2 separate regions of the Sus scrofa genome follow, and region 2 is linked to region 1. A link is a contact called in public promoter capture Hi-C data. All regions are on one chromosome and are shown on one strand. Each heading gives the region's core, a stretch centred on a gene start, on an enhancer-like site or on the middle of the called end of the contact. The rest is flanking DNA. Distances are from core to core; before and after follow the strand shown.

What was found. Promoter capture Hi-C pulls out the DNA fragments that hold promoters and counts their contacts.
Region 2: a promoter capture Hi-C map of liver shows a contact between it and region 1, with 5 times the contacts expected there. The contact joins the promoter of APBB2 here to the enhancer-like site in region 1. A contact is called at or near these places in 2 of 5 promoter capture datasets (fetal liver and liver), 5 of 47 Hi-C or Micro-C datasets (embryonic fibroblasts, liver, retroperitoneal adipose tissue and 1 more) and 1 of 2 datasets of contacts at active chromatin or transcription factors (skeletal muscle).

The regions. Positions count from the first base shown.
Region 1 is chr8:32,068,092-32,070,791 of Sscrofa11.1, forward strand. The region is part of intron 7 of APBB2 (amyloid beta A4 precursor protein-binding family B member 2); the gene reads right to left. Among named protein-coding and RNA genes, the nearest start is that of APBB2, 230 kb to the right of the region's middle. Within about 2 kb of position 1,285, at least 5 of the 83 cell types and tissues checked have an H3K27ac peak or open chromatin away from gene starts, as enhancers often do. A contact at or near this core is called in liver and skeletal muscle, where this site is marked.
Region 2 is chr8:32,300,936-32,303,635 of Sscrofa11.1, forward strand. APBB2 (amyloid beta A4 precursor protein-binding family B member 2) reads right to left here and starts at 1,302. Exons shown (of 18, transcript XM_021101154.1): 1 at 845-1,302.

The DNA.
Region 1 (2,700 bases), core at 35-2,534:
AAAATTGTCTACATATTAAAGAGTGGTCCTAAAACCACTTGCCAGTTGTGATCACAAAGCCTTTGACTATTAACATATGAATTGAACCTACCAAGTTAGGCTGGGGATCACCCGCTTCCAATCTAGCCCTGGGGGTGAATGTTAATCAGACATTCATTCAGAGAAATAAAGGACTGAAAAACGTATTAGTGCTACACAGAAGCCCTGTCAGTTTTCTTTACATACCACACAGAAGAAACATGTCAGAAGATCTGCAATTGGGAAATACACCAAATACCTCAAAATGCAACACACCTTGCTAGAGGCTGAAGGGCAGTGGCTCTCAGTATGCAAGCATGAGGGTGCCTTTTATTGTGGTCTTAGTAAGTACTGATTAGGAAAAGAACCAAATTATAATGAAGTCAGTGTACCGTTAAAAAAAAAAAAAAAAGTGTGCGTTATTCGCCTCAAGGGCATCTACAGACATTTGAAAAAGAGTCGCACATATATAAGTATACACTGGGTACACATAGAGAAATGCAGACGCTGAAATATCTCGTTGTCACCAGAGGTCTGAGGCCCACAGATGAGGAATTACTATGGTATGTAAAAGACATAAAGGTGATCACCATGGAGTTCCCTTTGTGGCTCAGTGGAAACGAATCCGACTAGGATCCATGAGGATGTGGGTTCGATCCCTGGCCTCCATCAGTGGGTTAAGGATGTGGCATTGCTGTGAGCTGTGGTGCAGGCCACAGATGCAGCTCAGATCCTGTGTTGCTGTGGCTGGGGTGCAGGCCGGCAGCTGTAGCTCTGACTGGACCCCTAGCCTGGGAACCTCCATATGCCATGGGTGCGGCCCTAAAAAGCAAAAAAAAAAAAAAAAGATCACCAGGAAGTCACCGGCCCTAACTTCAAAGAACCTTCTTTCCAATGGAGATGTAACAAATCCCCAAACTAAAGTACAAATGAGTTTCATACCAGGTGGCTTGTGAAACACAAACCCCATGGTCCGGGGCCCAGGAGGGTGTGACGCAGGGATATATATGGTCAATGAAAAGAGGCTTCACAGTGTAAGCAGGGACAAAATGGTTCAGCCATTCTCACAAGAGGGGAAGAGATATCTTTTTCTGTGCTTATAACCAAGGGCTGTGAGGTTAGAAGTTGCAAGAGACGAGACTTGGAAATCGCCCATGGTTGAACTGTTTGCTCAGTTGGATTTCACCCACCAGTGTGCCTTGACAAATGCCAAAGATGTGTGCTTGGATCCAAATTGGCAATTAGTCCCTTGCTTCTGCCCAAAGCAGGCAGTTCTGAGGCTGGGCTAAGCCACACACTGTTCAGCTACACATGCTGGCTGAGGACATTCTGCTCCTATCTGACACGTCTACGGTCTCCATGCCGGGACAAAAATTAGCTTCTGATTTGGGGACAGTCACTTTTCAAACTAAGGGTGAGTCTATCCACTTGTGATGTCATTTAGCAGTGGGCAGTCTGGAGAGGGAAGCCTGAACACAAGCCGTTAGAGAAATACACAGCCGTGTGGATGGGAACATTCTACTCCAGAGGAAGAAGTGGAGAAAATACTCAATCATTTTTATACTTAAATAGGTTGGGTTTGTTTTTTTTTTTTTTTCCTTTTTTTTTCCTCTTTACCACCACACCTGTGGCATGTGGAAGTTGCCAGGCTAGGGACTGAATCAGGCTGCAGCTACCGGCCTACACCACAGCTCATGGCAATGCCAGATCCTTTAATCCAGTGAGCGAGCCAGGCCAGGGATTGAATCCACACATCCTTAAGGATACTAGTCAGGTTATTAACTCACTGAGCCACAACAGGAACTCTGTTTTTTTTTTTTTTAAGCTATCAAGTATCACTGAATATGGAAAAAAGCATGGGAAGTTGCATAATGATTATCAATCCAACAGCCCATCACTAAAATGGTTTTTTGTTTTTTGGTGAGACAGTTTAATCAAAAACTTTGTTTCCTCTACCCACTCTCAGTGGAACAATTCCTTGACTGCATAAGTCACCATGAAAATTATGAAGATTACACAAATAAACAACCATCCAAAGCCCATTTTATCCAAGATTTCATCTCATTTAGTAATGAATTTATAAATACCTTAGAAGAAAAATGTTCCAGTTCAAGACAATAATGGAAAACAGGAAAAATGTTCATTCAAATCAATGAGCTCCTGGATTAATAAGAGTACTTGAAGGTCATCTTTTAGAAAAACTTAAGACACACAGGAAAAGAAATGATAGAAAGGGCCAGCAGAGTCCCAGCCTTCCTCTGCTCCATGACCTTGGGAAGCTGCTTCTACTGAGACCATTTTCTCATCTGCCCAAGGAGTGCAGGTAACTGGATGAGTGAACTCTGAGGCTTTCCATCACCCCCTGATTCTAAATTCAGAAAGAACAGGTTAGATATTTTATTCTGCTTAATGGCATTTCTCAAAAAAGTTATGATTTATATACCTAATTAGAGATTCCTAAAAATTACTACTTTTATAGAGCTTCTAGCCAATCAACAGTCAAGATTTGGTGCCCAACATACAATAAACAGTCTCTGGACAAGTGGTAGGCAGATTTCTCAGATGGTTCCAAGATTCCAACCTCCTGATATACACGTTCTGAACAGTCCCCTCTCCTGAGAATGGGCAGGAATATGATAGGTGTTCACTCCTGTGATGATGTTACCTTGTAAGGTGAAGTAA
Region 2 (2,700 bases), core at 52-2,551, 230 kb after region 1:
TTCAAGTCCCAAGCCCCCTTGGCTCTTCGTCCCCGACCTCTCGGTTCTAGATCTCTCAGCCGACGTCAAGATCACCTTTCATTGTTTCTGTGGGACTCCGCATCCCTCCCTCCGCCCAGCAATGTTTTCATCGCACAAATGTCATTTCTAGCGTTCAACCCTCCATTCCGCCCGGCGGGCAGCAGAGGGGATTCCTGATTCGGTCCCCTTCGCACAGCCATTTTCTAGTTAAAACGCTCCCTGCCTCTGAAGGGGAAATGAACTTTTCCCCCTTGATCTTGCAGCGGCTAAGCTCTGAACCCCTAGAAAAGCCAGCCGGGTCTTCAACTCCCCCGCAGGAGCGCACTGCCGCCCGGGGAGGAAGAGCCCAGCCGCACAGCGGAGGCCAGTGCCAGGGCAAGGGGGTGTGCGCTCTTCCCCGCCGGCGCCCACCCTCACTTTTCCCTTCCGCAGCCCCCACCCCGGCGCAGCCCCTCCAATCCTGTCTCCCCGCCCAGGCCCTGCCAAGCCCCCGGCTGCGGAGGGAAAGGGGGCGCCGAGAAGCGGGAGTGATGGAGTCAAGGAGTGAGCCCGCAGTCACCGTGCCACCCGGCCCTGCGGCGCGGGCGCAGGGCGCACGGGACTCCGCAGCGGACGCCCGCTGCAGATGCGTGGCAGCTGCTGCAGCTGTGGCTGCGGCTGAGCGGGCAGACGGCAGCAGCCGCGCAGACCTCGGGGGCCGGGAGGAGAGGAGCAGCCGCCCGGGCTACTTGCCGCACGCCGCTGCCGCTGCCCAGGTCTCCCGCCAGCACTCCCGGGCCGCCCAGGAGTCCAGAGCAAAAGCAAGGAAGAAAGCGGGGCTCACCGGTGGTGCGCGCGGCGCTCTCCTCGGCTCCGGCACCCGGCAGCTCTGCTCCAGTCTCGCCCTGCCCGGAGCGCCACGATCAGCTGCGGGTGCAGCGCACGAGCTTCCTACTTGAGACCAAGACGGGCTCCGGCAACTGAGCATGCCCAGTGCCGCTCCGCGAGTCCCGCTCAGGGAGCTGCGCCGGCGAGATTCCACTTCTCCAGGCTTTGGCGGCGGCTGCGCGGAGAGGCTGGAGGGGCCGGACCCGCCGGGGGCCGATCCCGAGAAAGGCGGGGCCGGGGGCGGGGGCCGGGAAGGAGGGGGCGGGCCGCGCGCCTAGTGCGACCCCTGCAGGCAGAAGCTTCCGGGCATCGCGAACGCCTGGTCCCCTGACCATCTGAGAAGATGGCAGAGAAGCAGTGCAGGCCAGAGACCCAATGCGACGCAGCCTGGTATCCCCTCCATATGGCTCGGCGTCTGTCTGCAGCAAAAGGAAGTTGGGTAACATTATCCCTGTCTAGTCTTTTCTCCCACATGCCTGCATTCCCTTATCTGAGGAAAATGTCCTCAGATGAGAGCTGCCCACGCCCATCCAGCTGCAACATGTAGGCGAGACCTTCCTTCTGCCTCCTTATCTAGAACCCCAGGCATATGCCCCCCACACACACACACCATTCCTTGATGTGAAAATCACAGCAGCATCACCTCAAGGAAGAAACATACCTGCAGGAGGGGAAAGCATAATTTCTTCTTCACTTCCAGGAATATTAAATATAGTTCGAATTTAGAGAAGCAAGGTTCTAATAATGGATACTCAGTAAATAGTCATCAGTGCCTGCCCCAGGCACTGTGAATAGCATCCCCAAAGCATCATTAGGGTTGCTCTTCATCAATGCAGTGGATATCAAACTTGACCCTGCATCCCAATCGCCTGGAGGATTTATGGAATCACAGACTGCTGGACAGTCTCTGAATGGGTAGGTCTGTGGTACTGCCGAAGCATCTGTACATCTAACAACTTCCCAGATGATGCTGGTGCTGCTGGTCTGAGGGCCATACTTTGAGACCTCTTGCTCTACTACACAAACACACAGCCTCACCTACTATCTTTTTCAGATGGATTTTGCTAAAAGTAATTTAATAGTAGCTATTAAATAATGGCTCCTCCTAACTCACCCTCTTCCCCAAACCTCCGGAGTGCAGTCCTTCTGCAAACAGCAAACTCACACCCGGAAAGTCCCTATTCTTCGCAAGAGGACTCTATGCGGTTGGGGATGGCATTATTTTCTCCTTTGGCATCATGAATCTATTGAGTACCCACAAGATCTTATAGTTAGCCTGGGGACGGCAGTGAATAAAAAAGCCCAGACCCCAGCTTTCATAGAGCTTAGTGCACAGCGAGGTGGACAGGCACCCATTAAAGAATCCCCCCGAAATGTCCCTTCAAACATGAGGAGCGCCAGGGGGGAAATCTACCAGGTGTGTGCAGAAGGGTGTATAATGGGACCCTGAGCGCAGACTAGAGTGGGGTCGGAAGGAATGAGTGGTGGGAGAAAGATGCCTTGTGGAGGAGGGGTTTCTGACGTTTGCACCAAACTTCTCCCATGAACAGTTTCTCTGAGACCAACCTAGAGGCCAACAATAACGTCACTCCTTTCCAACAGAAAAACAATACTGCCACTGAGGAATCCCTACAAATCCATGAAAGTGCTCAGCCTTGGTGCTGTATCGCTGCACTCCAAGATCTATCTATGCAGCCCGTGGACGGGACATTCGGGGGCCGCAGTTTAACCCACTTTGGGAAAACTCAGGCTCTGAACTGGAAAGCCTTCAAGTTCAAGCCTATGCCCTTCAGGCCTAGAGAGGAAAGGAAA